Regions from separate parts of the Danio rerio genome. Here region 1 is linked to region 2. A link is a contact called in public Hi-C data. All regions are on one chromosome and are shown on one strand. The core of a region is the stretch at or near the end of the contact, and the rest is flanking DNA. Distances in the headings are between cores, read along the strand shown. Region 1 holds the start of utp25 (UTP25 small subunit processor component). Region 2 overlaps syt14a (synaptotagmin XIVa).

Evidence for each region. Hi-C and Micro-C count contacts between places; a contact is called where the count stands out from the background.
Region 1: a Hi-C map of an unstated tissue shows a contact between it and region 2, with 6 times the contacts expected there. The contact joins the promoter of utp25 here to the enhancer-like site in region 2. A contact is called at or near these places in 3 of 18 Hi-C or Micro-C datasets (caudal fin, hematopoietic stem cells and an unstated tissue) and 1 of 4 datasets of contacts at active chromatin or transcription factors (caudal fin).

Annotation. Positions count from the first base shown.
Region 1 is chr13:35,341,536-35,347,430 of GRCz12tu, reverse strand. It overlaps utp25 (UTP25 small subunit processor component), which reads left to right and starts at 1,301. Exons shown (of 13, transcript NM_173273.1): 1 at 1,301-1,443; 2 at 1,547-1,586; 3 at 2,789-2,954; 4 at 3,044-3,310; 5 at 3,489-3,577; 6 at 3,686-3,872; 7 at 3,959-4,152; 8 at 4,359-4,575. The coding sequence starts at 1,343.
Region 2 is chr13:35,277,968-35,283,068 of GRCz12tu, reverse strand. All of the region lies in intron 2 of syt14a (synaptotagmin XIVa), which reads left to right. Among named protein-coding and RNA genes, the nearest start is that of syt14a, 40 kb to the left of the region's middle. Within about 2 kb of position 2,163, at least 4 of the 62 cell types and tissues checked have an H3K27ac peak or open chromatin away from gene starts, as enhancers often do.

The DNA.
Region 1 (5,895 bases), core at 52-2,551, 65 kb before region 2:
ATTAACTCATTAATCGCATGCTGTTGTATTTTGCACTGTGTTTATTTTGCACTGTCATTTTATTTTCACTGTCTGTATTTTGTACTGTCTGGAGCCAGCACCTAAGCTTTTCACTCATCATAGCACACGTGCTGCTGATGATGTGACAATAAAAGTGATTTGATTTAATTTGATTTGAAAACTCTTTTCAAATGAGTAGAATTAACTTTCAGTAAATTTTGAGGTAACTACACTCATTACATTTCATAAAGTTGACTGTTGGGTTTTACAGTGCAGCAAATATAATAAACGCATATGATTAAGTGGTGTCTAGTAAGTCTAGTAATAAGTAGAGAGTGCTATTTAAGTAGTACATAATAAATCAGAATTTTTGTTATTAAATGAATATTCAGATCTAATAAATATGTATTTTATCTTTTGCCTTAAAATAATCATTGGGCAATTTTTAGCTACTGGTATTTATTGGGAAAAATTAACAGGTATTTAAAAAAATAAGAAAATGTAACATGAAAAGAGGGATGGCACGGTGGCTCAGTGGTTAGCGCTGTCATCTTATAGCAAGAAGGTTGCTAATTTAAGACCGCGGCAGGGCCAGATGGCATATCTCATCTGTGTGGAGTTTGCATGTTCTCCCTGTGTTTGTGTGGGTTTCCTCAGGGTACTCAGGTGAATTGGATGAGCTAAATTTACTGTAGTATTTGAGTGTGTGTATGTTTCCCAGTACTGGGTTGCAGCTGGAAGGGCAACCTCTGCGTAAAATATTTGTCGGAATAGTTGGTGGTTCATTTCGCTGTGACGATCTCTGATAAGTAAGAAGCTAAGCCGAAGGAAAATGAAAGAATGAACACGAAAAGACACAATCAAATGATTTAACAGCTTGCCATACACTGCCAGAGGAAAACTCGAATTCGTTGAATCTTAGGGGATTGATAGAGCATTTCAGAGGCACTAATCATATTGTGGCAGAACATCTAGTAACAAAGCAATGAGAAAATCTCAAAATGAGCTAAAATATAAACCAATGACATGATTCTTCTGCTTTGACAGGTGCTAAAACTTCATCAGATCAGACCCACTGAGTGTTTAATTCTCCTATGGGTTCAGTAATCCGGTCTATGTTTTGGAAAGCAATTACGCGTTAGAAATGACAACCCTGTTATTCAGTGTTTATTATATTTTGGGATTTTTGCTCCTCAAAGACTCACTTTGCCCCCCTTTTTTCTGCATCTTTACCATAATTATGCCAAGCCTTAAGGTGGCGCTAGAGTATGGTATTAACTATCCATGAAGAAAAGAAAACAGGAGCTGGTTACACACGTGTGTGTAGATGTAGAACAGAAACATGGGCAAAAGAAGGCGAGGAAAACAGGAGATTGATAATTTAACTAAGAAACAGAAGAAACATCTAAAGGAATTTGGTGAACAACACCCTTTTCACGATAAGTAAGTACCGTGATGCGTTGTTCAGGACACAGCTCGCAGTATAAGTTAAGTTAGCATACATTCGGAGCTTTACGTGTAAAATATGAATGCTTTTTTATTTTAGGGTTGTTGAAAGACCGGAGAAGACTCAGATTTTGCGCTTGGTAAGTCATTATATTCATGTATTCTTTCATCAGTCAAGTGACCAATTATTTTAGGTTCAAAAACCTGTAACGTTATATGAATGCATTTAGCAGCTGGATCTGAATGACATACGAATAAAACAGGAGTCGACATTTGAAGTGGAGCAAAACCTTTCATCAAAGTTGCACAAAAACTATTGAATGTATTCATTAGATACATTCATAATTCATTATTGCCTTACGACAGTTTTTTTAATTGATTCACTTTAATTGTCGACTGCTATACAGTGTAATTGTGAAAACATTTGCTAGATCACCTAAGGGAAGCTGCTGCTTTTGAGGTGAAGTTGGTTTTGTATTCGTTAATTTTAACGCTCTCTCTCTCTCTTTTGTTTACCACGCTAATTTGAACATTTGGTCTGGAATCGGATTTAAGCATGACTTCAAAACAACATTGCCTCTATTCTATTGACTGTAAACAATGTTGTATTTTGATAGTCGTTGGCTATAGTACGATTTTCATGTTTCGAAATAGCAAATTGTACTTTTCTGAAATGATATTATGGAGAATGTGCAAATATTAAACCAACTTTACATCAGTGCTACAGCTGGTTTAATGTCAAAGTGGTCTTGAACTGCATCTACTATTGTTTTGCTAACACACTAAGGTTGTTGAGTTAATGTATTTCCGAATCCTAAGATAAGCAAAGAATGTACAACAAATGTGTTATCGTATTTATTCATCTTTGTTAACGTTAATTAATTAAAATACAGTTTGTTCTTTGTTAGTTTGTGTAACTTCACAATGCATTAACTAATGTTAACAAGTACAAATTCAGGTTTTGTGATAAAATATGAATAATAAATGCTGTACCAGTATTGTTCTCTATGAGTTTGTTAACAGTAATTATTGAAACCTTATTGTAAAGTGTGAGCATTATTTTATAGTGTTGTGAGATGATGTAGAGGAAGTCTGTCATCGCAATATTGTTTCACACTGAGACCATATGAAAATAGCTCTTTATTGATTTCAAAACCAGGTGGTTTCAGGTTTTTGTAGAACACTATAACTCTAATGTCAAACGCTTGAGGGAAATTAGAATTTTCAGTTCATAAATCCTGGTTTGTGTTCATTAATGGCTCATTATCATGTTCTGTTGTGTGTATGAAGAAAATGTTATGTTTCCAACCATCACACTAAAAGAAGTTCTGCCCCCAAACAGCCTGACAGTCCACAGCGCCCTGAACCAGACAGTGAGGATGACAGTGATGCTGAGCAACCATCTGCATATCAGAAACTACTGTCCACCATGATTCAAGGTGATGAAGATGATGTTGAGAGTGAAGATGAAGAAAGCGAGGAAGAGGATAACGAGGAGGAAGCTGAAGGTAAGATCTTTTACACTTAGCAAATTTCATTTTCATTTGAAAGGGTCTAATGGCATTGACTTATTATATCTTATCTATTTTTTATTAAGTTGAAGGTGATAGTGAAGAAGAAGTGGAGGACACCGATGAAGAGGACGGGAATGATGCTGAGGAAGTTTTAGAGGATAAAGTGGAAGAAACATCTGACAAATTACAGAAAAAACACCCTGAAAAGACCAATGGAGATGTAGAGGAGAATGAAGAGGCAGAGATGGAGGGAGAGTTTACAGATAAAAAGAATGAAGCTGCTTTCTGCTTGGAGACCAATATGCCTGCAGAAGGAGAGGAAAACACAGCACAACAGGAACAGGATGAAGGTGAGACTATCCTATGATACATCATCAATGAAGCTCTCTGAATTTTTAAGTAATGACGATTACTATTGATGTGACATTTGTTACCAGGTCTAGTACTCAAGATTGATTGCATTACAAAACAAAATGAGAACCCAAGTTTAACAGTTTAAAAATGCGCTTGATTTTATGGTTGTTGTAGACATGTTTGTGAAGCACCAAGAGATTGAACTGAGCGAAGAGGAAGTGGGACGAATCTCACAAGGATCAAAGGTCAAGACTCAGGTTAAGGTAGGACAGTTCTCTGTATAAATAAATATTTTTTTTTTTTATGCATATTTCTCTGAATAAATCAATAAAAAACTGACACCAAGAAAAATTTTCACTTTCCCACTCCAGTGGGCAAAACTGGGTGTTCTGCAGTGCATGTGTCCATTGGAACGTTTTCCAGCCATCGGACAGGCCTCTTCTGCCCCTCTTCCACCCATTCACAAAACCCTAGAGGCAAATTGGCATTTGTTAAACCTGCCTTTTGGAGCTGCAACAGATGTCACAGAGCTGCAAAAGGAGATGCTTGGGCTCATGGGTATGTCAGCAAACAAAAAGTATTACACCTGACATAATTGTTATTATTATTATTTTTTTGTCATTACGCATATTTTATTTTTGCAGGTACTTACAGAGACCTCTATTTGGCAAACCTCTCCCCCTTGAAGGAGGCTAAGGAAGTGCGCAGCGCATACTGTCTTCATGCCCTGAACCATGTATTAAAGGCCAACTCTCGTGTGCTTAGAAACAATGCCAAGTTAAAGGAATCTAAAAATGGGGATGAGGATTTTCGTGACCAAGGGCTTACTAGACCAAAGGTGTCTTCAGTTTTATACCACAATATTGTATATAGTTTTTTTAATAGCGCATAGGTGGTTTATACTATTGTGTTAACAGGTATGCTGCTATACTTTTGTTAAATGTAAATATGTATGGTTGTTTTTAATCTAATTTATCAGTGTGTATTTTCTGGATTAATGAATAATTAAAAGCTAACTTTAATAAGTAAATCCTCATTGTGTAGGTCTTGATTTTGGTGCCATTCAGAGATGGAGCACTGAGAGTTGTCCAGACCTTCATGACACTTCTGGAGCCCAAAGGCAAGAAGACGGATGCCAGTAACAAGAAACGCTTCAAGGAGGAATATGGAGAGGAGACGGATGAGAAGCCACCTAATCTGCAAAGGCCTGATGACTACCACGCTGTCTTTTCTGGAAATATAGATGATCATTTCAGGATAGGTATGAAAAAGCATTTCCTTTTTTAACTGAAACTTTTTCTGTCTTTTTCTTAACTTAATTATACAGTTTTTTTATTTAGTTTAATTTTGATATTGTATAACGTTTTTGTTTTTTGTCCCTTGCTTTAAACTTTTAAAATCTATTTCGAAAAAAAATCTGTATTGATAACAGTAATTGTTCAAGTCACATTTGCATTTTGCTTAATTGTGAAATTTGTGTTTTTATTTGGTAATTCAAATAGAGAGTTATCATAGAAATAAAGAGATTATCATTCATACTAGGTCTGCATGATATTGGATGACAACTGACATTGCGATTTTTAGTTCGTCTGTGATAGATACTGCGATATGAATACAATTTTCACAGTTTCACTTATAACTCTAATTGGAAAGACTTGATTCAACATTGATTGGGAGGACTCTTTGCATGAAATACAATACAATTAAACTGATACAAATAAATTTGGTTGGTTTTCTGTAGAATCTAACAATATTGAGGTGCAGAAATTCAATAATATATGAAATTAAAGTATAGTTTATAGTCTTCATTGTATAAATAATACAGTTAATTATGCTTAATGTATTGTTAAAGTTTGTTTGCTTAAATCTTACTGAGTCACACTTCTTAAACTCATTGAAGTGAAAATCTTTCACTATTTTAAGATTAAACTTTGTGATGACCCCACAAATAATATGTTCTGAACTTGACATTGCTTATCCTGCATTATGACTACTGCAAATTTACACATTGCATTGTCGATGCTAAAACAATATATTGTGCAGGCTTAATTCATACTTCTGTTATTCAAAACGTCAAAAGAATACAAATAAAGATATTTCGGTAACACTTTACAATAAGGTTCATTAGTTTCCTACGGTTCCTCAATTCAAAGTCTACTCAGTCTTGACACTACAAAACCTTCATAACAAAAATAAATACTAATACAACATTGTTGGTGTTTATTGTCAGGTATAAACCATCTGCAAAATCTGCAAGTTTAAAATGAATTACTAACAAACACGCTTGATACACAAGCACAAACCTCATTGGTTCTCCCATGTCAAGCATGTGTGCTTTGGTTTCTGTGACCAAACTTGAATATATGTCATTAAAAGCCTGAATTAAAGCCATTCATCTTATAATGTGATCATGTCACTTGGAATTAACCACTTTTTAAATTTAACTAAGAATATCTTAATTTATGTTAAAGATTCTCAGATTTAACTAAGAATTTCTTAATTTATGTTCAAAACAAAAAACCTCTCTGATATGAAACAGGGTGAGTGTAAGTTACAGAATTTTAATTTTGTGAGTTATACT
Region 2 (5,101 bases), core at 914-3,413:
TCTATCTATCTATCTATCTATCTATCTATCTATCTATCTATCTATCTATCTATCTATCTATCTATCTATCTATCTATCTATCTATCTATCTGTCTGTCTGTCTGTCTGTCTGTCTGTCTGTCTGTCTGTCTGTCTGTCTGTCTGTCTGTCTGTCTGTCTATCTATCTATCTATCTACAGTATCTATCTATCTATCTATCTATCTATCTATCTATCTATCTATCTATCTATCTATCTATCTATCTATCTATCTATCTATCTATCTATCTATCTATCTATCTATCTGTCTGTCTGTCTGTCTGTCTGTCTGTCTGTCTGTCTGTCTGTCTGTCTGTCTGTCTATCTATCTATCTATCTACAGTATCTATCTATCTATCTATCTATCTATCTATCTATCTATCTATCTGTCTGTCTGTCTGTCTGTCTGTCTGTCTGTCTGTCTGTCTGTCTGTCTGTCTGTCTGTCTGTCTGTCTGTCTGTCTGTCTGTCTGTCTGTCTGTCTATCTATCTATCTATCTATCTGTCGTCTGTCTGTCTGTCTGTCTGTCTATCTATCCATATGGCTATACGAAATGCCCCATTTTGAGTTTTATCCATTTCATTTAGCAAAATATTGCAAAAAAACAAATTACAAGCTACACAATTTATTTTTGTTAGATTAGCTCCATATTTGGCTTTATTAATGACTAAGCAGATATGCACCAATATAATAATGTATAGCATCCTGTTAGAAATATTAATTTGAAAGATATATTTGTGAGTGGTGTAGTCATATATGCTGAGCACTCTATAATATTAGATTAGATTGAACTTTATTGTCATTACACATGTACAAGTACAATGCAATTGTCATAGATTCATAGATTAATATTATGATTACTATTATTTTAATTATTATTATTATTGTAGATTATTATTATTATTATAGATTAGTTTTATTAATATTATACAGTAGATTGTTATTGTTGTTGTTGTTATTATTATTTTTATATTATTATTATTATTATTATTAATATTATATTGTGTATTTAGCAACAATGCAGTATAATGATGTTGTACAACAAACCTTTTGCACAATAATAATACAAGAAATTATTATTGAACACCAAACAAACATAATACAATGATTTCTGAAGGATTATATGACAAAATATGACATAAGGACTGGAGTAATTACTAGCCAATGATGATTTAAAATGACAAACAAACATTCCTTCACTAATTATTCAAAGAACATAATATGTTAGCAAATGCTTCCCAAAATATTTGACAAAACTTCCAAAAACATTTACTTTTTCAAATCTTATGAAAAAAAAAAAAAATAAATATATATATATATATATATATATATATATATATATATATATATATATATATATATATATATATATATATATATATATATATATATATAATGGAATGAAATGCATTAATGGAAGTATAGGCTGTTTGTGTTTTAAAACCACTGAAATTTTTTGTTTAAAAAGGCAATATTGATTATTTCTGTGGAGTTCGTAGAAGGGCAGTATGAAGGATGTTGATAAACACAAATGCCGGATGTTCAGTATGGATTACCACCCGTCTGTTTCATTGAGCCGGACTGAGCGAGAGTGAGTTCAACTCTTTGCACTGATATTTATAGCACCATCCATGAAACTATTGTATTTATTTATTCCACTGGCATTAAAATAACATACCGATCTGTAATGACTGAGCCCAAATCATGGTATTTCTGAGGCTTGGAGGTCCAGGATAACACTGGTCCAAATTCCCAAACAATGAATGCCAATCTCCCGAGAGGTAATTATCTGCTAAGCTGCAGATCAGAAAATTCCTAACAGAGTTTTATTAGCACTACTTACAGTAGGACTTTGGACTTCAGTTTGCTAAAGATGATTTTGGCAGTGTGGAGTCCTGGGATATGCTACACACTTCAAAGCATGATGTTGATCGGACAGAACAGATGCCACAGGCCAATTATTAGATCAATAGTACTTGTGACGAATGTGCGTGTGTGTCTGAAAATGAATGAAAGGGATCATGTAACAGCCCCAAGAGAAAATGTGGGCAGAAATCCAAACACACGCTAGATCAAATGTCCACATTGTCAGTATACATGCACACAACAGAACTGGCTGGAATAAACTCAATAAACCGTGCACATTAGTGCACACAACTAGCTTTTGTTAAAAGCATAAAGCACTCAATCACACCTACACACTTATACTGTCGACAGGGGCACTTAATGCCCACACACACACACACACACACACACACACACACGGGCTGTGGATCCAGGCATCACTGAGCTGCCCACACACAGGCCTTTACATAACTCTGCTCAGCACCAGTGGCATAATCACAATGACATTTACCAAATAAGTATGTTTGCTCTTATTTGACCTGGTGAGTCTGTGAAAAAGCGCAGTAAACATGAGACTGTGTGCTAAACATGAAACTGTAATGTTCTTCATTTATTCTGAGCGCTAAATCTAAAGTGCAATGAAAATTTGACATTAACGTTCCTTCCAAAATGTTATTTTGTTTTTAAAAAAGAAAACTTGTGCGCACCAAGCGGCAACCTCCCGCTCTAGGGAGTAACTAAAACTGCAATTCAGCCGAAATACCGCTAGTCCTGGCCGCTCCTGGCTCCAAAACAGAGCAAATTTCAATTGAGCCCACTGTTAGAATGGCCAACTTTACAGCAGAAAAAAAGGTGTTTAAAGCCTGGTACAAAAAAAGATTTTGGTTAATACAGCTAATATTACCCTTCATGACAACTGTGAGGGGGTGAATTTTTTATAACTCAACTGTTTCCTTTATATTAATTTATATTAAGTTTGCATAATTAAGGGAGTGGCCACTTGAGTGACAGCTAGGTCTCGTTGGTCACCGTCACGTCACTTCAGCTAAATCCTGCAGATTAGCCACTGAACTAGGCATATTTATCGTATTTCTGTGTTGTTTTATGTGGCTTTACACAGTCAACTGCCTTTTGGACTTGTTTCCTACAATTATTAGATGGCATGGCATGCTGAGTGCACTTAATTGTGCTTACAAACCATTCACGTGGCCTCCGTTTCCCATGTGAGTAAAGTTATATAATTATATACCATCTCTATACATGTATTTGTTTTATTTAAGATCATTTATCGTTTATATTTATATTTACAGCTGTAATGCACTCCAGAATCTGACGAATTGATTAGCTGTAAGCTCTAGAACAGTCATCTAAAGCGTTGTCATACAGTGTTATGCTGGATTTCATCAATAGTCTTACATTAACTAACAAAGACTATATCTGAAGTGTTTGGAAGTAATTCACGTTTTCCTCCTGTTGAAAAACGTCATAAGAACAATGTTTAGTGGCTCAATGTATTACAGCAGTGTGTTTTTAAAAGACTAAACACTTTATTGATATAGTGTACAACCAAGCACAAGTGGTCAGAATACAAACGAGTCACAGATGATAAAGTATTAAGCGTTCTCCCAAAGTAAAGTGTGTCTGAACCAGGTCCAAGCAAAATGCCAGCAGGTGTCTGTAGCTCCACTCAGTCTCCGCCTCTTTGCCCTTGTTTGGTATCCCGCCGTGGGTGCGATGACACGCGACCAAAATGGCGACGGTTGGCCACACCTACTTGTGGCTTCTTTTGCGCTCTTTAGAAACCTATGGGTGATGTCACGGACACTACGTCCATATATTTTACAGTCTATGGTGCGCACCAAGGCTGCATTTACAGCAGATATTGTGTTATATATATTTTCATAAATAAAGCAAATCTAAAAATAAAAAATCTAATGTATGTTGTCTCTTTTGATATATTTTAAAATGTCATCTATTCCTGAGATGACATGCTGGATTTCCACCATCAATACTTCATCAATCTTCAGAAAACCCCTCTAAAATGCTCAGTTAGTGTTTTTTAAACGTGCTATATGTAAGTTTTTGACTCTTCTAAAGCATAAAAATGCCATAATATGTTTGCAGATATCTAAGAAACATGCTAAGTGAACATACTTGTTTATCTGAAAAACAATGCAGTCAGATATTCTGCTTTGAAAACGTGCTTTCCGTGCCAGGATGCGATCTTGGTTCTTTTAACACCCCACTGCCAGTTCAGCCAATTATATTTCAGCACCCCGGGTTATCTTTGTGGAAAGCATCATATTTCATTCATTCATCAGAAGGCTCTCAAAGCGTTCATCACCGAAATGTAACCTCAGGTGGTGAGTAGCAGACCCTGAAATGAGACGCAGATTCAGAGTTCCACATGAGGTGGTTATTAAGCCAATAATAGCACAGAATAGTGCACTCACTGCACTCCAAAGAAATGGTAAGGTTTAAAATCTAATTAATACATATTAAACCTCTTTAACATTAATAAATGTACATGCTGAATCACTGATATGTGTTGGCTTGCATTATTTTCCAGTACTAAAGTTCAATTTCAAATTGTTTATTTAACTTTAAAGAAAAAAATGGCATTCAAACTCACATTGTTAGCATATAACACTGAATAAAGCACATGAGGTGTACCTGAGGTGATCAATAGCTATGTTTTCATCCAAAAATGCAAATTAACTTTATGCACAAAACTGGATTATCGCATAAAAGATATACGACTATAGCAGCATTTCCATTCAATGAGTCAATGAGTTCCATTCAAGCAAACAAAATCATCACAAAATCGTCACTTACTGGTGCCAAATATCAACAGTAAAATGGAATTTGCTGTGATAAGAGAAGCTGTGTGAATCTGTTCTTCATTTAATAAATGGCTTGCAATTCAGAAGACAGTCCGCAGTTCACGCAGTGAACGCCCGGTGGTGTTTGAAAGTATGAGACGCGGAACAGAATCTGGATGTCATTAATATTATAAGAACACTAATCGTAACTGGTTAAGGCGTTTTAAATTTCAGATGTTTTACAGTGTGCTCAGCCTGCTGGTTTGTCCATTCGCACACATTTTTGTCATCACGTGATCTCTTATAACAAAATCACATGACTTTTTTTATGCGCATACTGGAATTTGTTCAGTAAAAGTGTTTTCATCATAGTTTTTGTGCATCCTTTCTTATCGAATACAAAGTTTATCCTACAC